2 separate regions of the Hordeum vulgare genome follow, and region 1 is linked to region 2. A link is a contact called in public Hi-C data. All regions are on one chromosome and are shown on one strand. The core of a region is the stretch at or near the end of the contact, and the rest is flanking DNA. Distances in the headings are between cores, read along the strand shown.

Region 1 (3,306 bases), core at 101-2,600, 180 kb before region 2:
AAATCTTGAAACACAAGGTAAGGCATAAAATAACTACTATAGCATTAACTCTATAAGCATAACACGGATTAGCAAATGGAACTGACGACTGAAATGTCCAATTCATGAATCAAACAGTTGCCTACCAAAATAGGCCATGTCAAATCTATCAATAACATAAATTTTGTCCGACCCATCAATAGCTACGTTCAAAACAACCAATTGCATAGGACCACTCACTTTGATTTGCAGTCTGCACATTCTCTGTTCTCCGGCAACCGCAGAAGGCTTTCCAATATCTGGAAATAAATGTAGACAAAGAATGACGACGGGTCATAAGCACTACACGACAAACATGAGTAACACACGGAACAGAAATATTTGATTGCAACATAACAAGCACACATGCTGTCGCTTCCTTTTGGCTCAGGTTACATCAAAGATAGCCAGTGAGATTACTTACACGATGTAATAACCCTTCTGTTCCACGATTTGTGCCACACAAATATAGGAGGCACCAAATTGAAGTGATATTTGACGGGACCTACGTCATGCTTGCCCTTATTTGGTACCGTGGACATACTAGAGTGCTACTACATCACATAACAGAGTGCTACTACTCTATCGAACAGGAGGGTGTTACTCAAGTTTTGTGCCCCAAAGGTATATGAGCAACAGATACTATGAAGCAGCATATGAGCAAGCATTGCACCTTCTCTATAATCCCACCCAAGAGACGGAAATCCGCAACGGAGCGATGAAATCTACAATCAAACCGCCGAATGGCGATTTCCATCTGTCAACTCACTTGGACAAGGCTGTCTGATCGAGCTACCTAACGCGCAACTAGCAACCGCGTCCACTTTCTTGATTTCTCGGTCATCAAAACGCGGCGAGGGGAAAGCTCGGATCTGCTCCTCATCAGGAACCGCAAAACCAATCGCAGATCCACGCCGTCGCGGATCCCGAATCCCGCCCGAAAAGAGGAGCTGCGCGTCCCGTCGGCTCTCGTTTGATTCCCGGTCCATTCGAAGCAGCAGCGCGTGGCTCCGATCTAACGATGATGGTGTTGAGGGGAAGGGGGGAACAGTGGCGACGGGACGGACCTTCTTGTGCCTGGCGTTGAGCTCCTTGGAGACGGAGGCCTTCTCGTTCATGGCTGATCGCCGGATCCTCCGACCGGGAGGGGAGATCGCAGGGATTCGGGCTCCCTCCCTCCCTCTGTCTGTCTCTCTCTCCTCCCTGTTTTTGCCGCGTCGAGGGGGAGAGAGGAGAGGAGAGGTGTGCAGAGGAGAGGGAGGGATCTGTGCGTCTCCTCTCGGCTTGACCTTCCCCACCTCTCTCTCTCTGAGTAGTTTTTTCTGTTGGAAAAACAATCTTATTTTGTTCACGAGATTATGTTTTTGTATGTGGTGTGGTGATGACGGTGTGGTGAGGGTCTGCTGGCCTAATCACGGCACGACAACCACGATTATATACCAAGAAAGGGATATTTATTTATCATACTCGTTGCATTCACACTTGCAATTGCACCGACCGACCAGTGTAAACAACGTCAGGTGAATATCGCTGTTATTTTGTTTTGATCCATAAATATGAAAAAGGAACTATGAAGATGAAGATGACACGAGGGCACGTATGGGCTCTCTAGGGCACACTGCAATGATGTGAGTATCTACAACCGGAGGCCATACACTCCAAACTTTTAAAATGTCTGCCCAGTCCTTCTTCGAACAAAAAATGTCATTCAATCACACGAGTCAAATCCAACCCAAACGACCGATTGGACCGACAATCCCCTTGCCATGCTCATATGTAGGGCACATATGGGTACACTCATACGTGTTTGTCATGTAGGACTGGCCGGAAGGGCCACACTAAATCGTTTGAAGCCACCCCTTCTTGGCCGAGCTGACATGTTCCTTTTCTCTTTTCCGTCTCGTCCACACAAGTGTTATTGTAGCTCCCCCTTGTTGTTGCTTCGTTGTCGTCCACAACCCACAACGCCTCCGAATGTGCCGCCACCGTACACCATCATGTACGTCCATCTCCTCCGGATATACACCTCATGTTGTGTGTGTTCTACGAAATGTTCGAGCAGTTTTTTATTGTTTTAATCATTTGCAGGTCACTGATGGATACATCGTTGAATGATAGCTACGAAACACGAACATTGATGAATTCATAAACAAAGAGTTCATTGAATGGTCGGATTTGGGTGACGGAGATGTTGAAATGATGACCATTCAAGTACAAATGATGAAGGAAGAGCAGCACGTGTTGAACTTCAAGGGTTCGCTAAATGGCTGAAGAGTTATTTCCTAGTATAGGATCGTCGACGCCCGCCTTCTGAACACGAACTACTTCACACTAGACCCAAAATACCATGAAGGTTTCTTTCAACATCGCTTCCAGATGATCAGAGCTTTGTTCTTGCGTCTGGTGACTACCGTCGAGAAGGATGATAATAACTTCAAGCTAAGGAAGGACTGTTGTGGCGAACTTTCCTTCTCTCCTCAACAAAAATGCACGATGGCTCTTATGATGCTTGCTTATGGTAAGTCTGCATATGCAATTGATATAAAAATCAGGATAGGAGAGAACACATGCTTGAAGACCACGGTGGATTTTGCACACACCATGGTGAAGGCGTTTGGACCAGTGTACATGAGAGAACCAACTCGAAAGGGTAGAGAAAAAATGTTGACAATTGGAGCATCACAAGGATTCCCATGTATGTTCGGATCAGTTGATTACATGCACTAGCAATAAAAGAACTATCCAAGAGGTTTGAATGGGCAGTACCAAGGTCACACCAAAGAAACCACCATCATACTTGAAGAAGTGGCATCAACGGACTTGCAGATTTGGCATGCTTTCTTCGGCACACCTGGTTCTAACAATGACATCAATGTGCTCCAATGAGCTCATTTGTTCAAGTGACTTTTGTGATGGGAAAGCTTTGTCATGCCTACACCATCAACAAGCACAACCATAACATGGGGTACTACCTTGCCGATGGTATCTACCCTCAATGGGCGGCATTTGTGAACACTATATCAGATCATCAAGGTAGGAAAAATGTCACTTTGCACAAGCACGAGGAGGTGCTAGGAAGTATGTGGAGGCGACATTCAGAGTGCTCCAAGCTCGTTGGGGTATTGGTCATGGAGCTGCAATGATGTTGGAAGCGGAGACACTTCGGCAACCCATGACAAGTTATGTAATCTTGCACAACATGATTATCAGGGATGAGGCCGAAGGGGCAACCCACGCGATTTTGAGAAGCCCAAAGTTTAGGCCCGCCTATCGAAACAAGAGGTTGAG
Region 2 (3,124 bases), core at 52-2,551:
CGTACAGCGGCCACGGAATCATCGGCACGCCGAACCACAGGCTCTCCAGGATGGAGTTCCACCCGCAGTGCGTAACGAAGCCGCCCACGGCGGCGTGGGACAGGATCTCCCTCTGCGGCGCCCATGCCGGCCACACCAGCCCCCTCCCCGCGGTCGCCTTCAGGAACCCCTCCGGGAGCAGCTCGGCCAGGTCCGCGTCCGTCGGGAGCCGCGTGCCGGCGACGGGCCGGCCTCGTAGCACCCACAGGAAGCGGTGGCCGCTGCGCTCCAGGCCGGCGGCTACCTCCCTCACCTGTGCGGCGTCGAGGGACCCCATGCTCCCGAAGCAGAGGAAAACCACCGAAGCCGGCGGCTGCGCGTCGAGCCACCTGACGCACTCGTGCGGCTGCTCGTCGTCCGTCGAGCCGAACCAGATCACCGGGCCGATCGCGTGGAGCGCCGGAGCACGGAGTCCGGGAACGCAGCGGCCGTCCGCGATTGCCGCGAGAATCGAGCCTTCGAGCTCGAGGGAGGTGTTCACGATGACGCCCCTGGCTTCCATGAAGCGGCGTCCGTGGTACTCGAACCAGTCGTAGCTCTGGATCTTTGCTTTCACGAGGCAGGCAGGCATGTAAGACGGCGGCACCGGCGGCAGCCCGGGCACGTCCACCGTGCTCTCCATCGCCTCAAACCCGGCACCCGTCAGATCCTCGCGTAGCGCCGGCAGGCGCAGCATGAGCGCCAGGAACGCGGCGGGGGAGGAAAAGTACACGTACGCCGGCACGGCGAGCTCGTGGACAACGTCGAATAGGGCAGTGAAGAAGAGGTCGACGACGACCGCGGCCACCCGGGACGACGGCCCCAGGCCCGCGATGGCCGCCTTGACGTGGGGCGCGTGGAGCTGGACGTACCGGGACGCGAATTCAGCAGGGTCCACGCAGCAGGTGGGATGCTCAACGGCGGGGAGCTGGAGGAAGCGGATGTCGAGGCCGGAAACCGCCTCTCGGCACACGTGGCCCTGGACCTCCGACGCCATTGCTTCCGACGGCGCGTGAATGACGAGCACGGTCAGCGTGAAGGCGCCCCGGCCGGTGGCGAGAAGCCTCTTGCCGGCTTCGAGCGCGGATATGAAGTGGCCGGATCCCCATTTCGGCACGACGACCACGGTTGGGCGGCACGCCATTGATGGACCTGAGTGGACACAATGGCACCTGAAATTCTGGTCAAAAGTGGCGAGCTCTGGCTAGGACCTGAGTGGGCACAATAGCTCTTGAGGTGATCACGCCAGGCCCCTGTCTTAGCAACCCTCGCTTTGGTCGCATCCAAATCGCATCAGCTTTGCCACCGAAAGGTACAACCTGCCGACTATACGTCGTCTTCTTCGAAAAATAACAAATATGCCGCGCCATATGTAGTACAGCAATATCCATGGAATATTTACCTTTTTTCCCAATACTAGGATTCTCCATTTTCGGTGTCATCGTATTAATACTGTGAATAGGCAGGACCCAAGAGCATCTACATCGAGAACAAATTCGACCTTTCAAACGTATCCGATGCGTTCGTGTACACCGACCGGTCAAACCTCTATAATCGGATATCTTAAATTAGAAAACCTTAAATCCATACTATTACATTACAACATAAACCTAATAGTAAGCGGAGCTCGTCCGGCTCCGATGTGTCCATGTCCGGCGGTTGGTTGCGTCCCTTGTAGCGTCCGTCCAATCGCCAACGGGGTAGAGTAGGACATGGGACACTAGTCAGATCATGTGAGTCGAGTTTTCGCCATCTCTCATGCCCTACTCTTCCTCGTCGAGCCGTAATTCGTACGGTGCGTGTGAACATGGGAGGAGCCGACGTGCACCACGACGCGGTTGCGGCACCCGCACTGATTCATCATACGAGGCGTCGAAAATGCGACACTCCCTCTTCAACGTCCACCGCCACGAAGGCCTCTGCCGCATTCCATGCCCGTTGCCTTGCACGACAGGTATGTCGTGTCATGTTTGCGTCCCGAGACGCCCATTGTGCGTCCTCGGCGAGCCAATGCAGGGATTGCACGTCCGCCACGACGTTTGGACGCCACACGAACCGCATCGCCTCTGATGAGGCAGCGACGCCGGATCCATGCACCGGTTGTGCGGACGCAATGTATTTCCGGCGTTGCGAGTCCGAGCGTTGCCATCGGGCGACCGCCTTCCGGGAGCGGCGGAGCGCAAGCCGGACTGCCAACTCCTCCTCGGGGCTACGTATGATGAGCTCATGATCGACAGATCTGGAGATGAAGGACTAGGATCCGCTACCCGTCATGCCGGAGACGGCCGGAGATCACCGGAGGTGAGCTTGGATGGCGGAGGGAGTGAAGTGAAGTGGTTAGGGTTTTGTCCAACAAACGGACGGGGAAGAATATATGTGGGGTCGTTGCGGGCTAGCGCGGGCCAGGCTCATGTGGCAGGCTTCCGTCTCATATTTGGGCTGTGTCGGTCACCTCGGGCATTTGAGCCTAGTTTAAACTGTTTTGTTGGATCAAAATTTTGTGATCGGTCGGTAACCGGATGGTCCGTCCGGACGTATCAGGTATGTTTGGGACGGTGGGCTGTAGATGTTATAAGGACTCCCGATGGATAATTCAAAGATCGTGGACGGACAAGAACCGCTTTAAAATAGTTTCTTTTCGATAATGTTAAAAAACTAAAGTTAGATTATCTATTTGAGTTTTGCTTTTGGGAATTTATAATTCCTGGTGAAAGTCCATAATTTCCATTTCCATGTGAAAACATACAAAATTGATATGATGTTGTAGAGATTTATCATGCTCTAAAACGAAAATTAACATGTAGTATAAAAAAATGGGAGAAAAATCATAGCATTGCGTAGAATAATTCTCACGCATTCAATCGGGATGTGACAATCCGAAGGCGTTCGCGGGGATTGATAAATGTACATTCATTAGTTAGTGATGTCCTTTTCTTTTCACGTAGAAGGATTTGTTAGGAAATATGTAATTTGTATTTCATCAGGGTCATTGGCCAATATATGTATCTGTGTGTGGGGGTGGGGGTGGGGTGGGGGTGGGGGGTAAATAAGAACTAAACCCCTCATACAATGAGAAAATAGGACATAACCCTAACACCCCTCAAAC

What was found. Hi-C and Micro-C count contacts between places; a contact is called where the count stands out from the background.
Region 1: a contact with region 2 is called in a Hi-C map of seedling, with 2.9 times the contacts expected there. The contact joins the promoter of LOC123425687 here to the promoter of LOC123429853 in region 2. A contact is called at or near these places in 2 of 6 Hi-C or Micro-C datasets (leaf and seedling).

The regions. Positions count from the first base shown.
Region 1 is chr2H:165,359,687-165,362,992 of MorexV3_pseudomolecules_assembly, reverse strand. It overlaps LOC123425687 (ADP-ribosylation factor GTPase-activating protein AGD5), which reads right to left and starts at 1,350. Exons shown (of 11, transcript XM_045109396.1): 1 at 1,086-1,350; 2 at 220-278. The coding sequence starts at 1,136.
Region 2 is chr2H:165,177,981-165,181,104 of MorexV3_pseudomolecules_assembly, reverse strand. LOC123429853 (anthocyanidin 3-O-glucosyltransferase 2-like) reads right to left here and starts at 1,301. Exons shown (of 1, transcript XM_045113828.1): 1 at 1-1,301. The coding sequence starts at 1,162.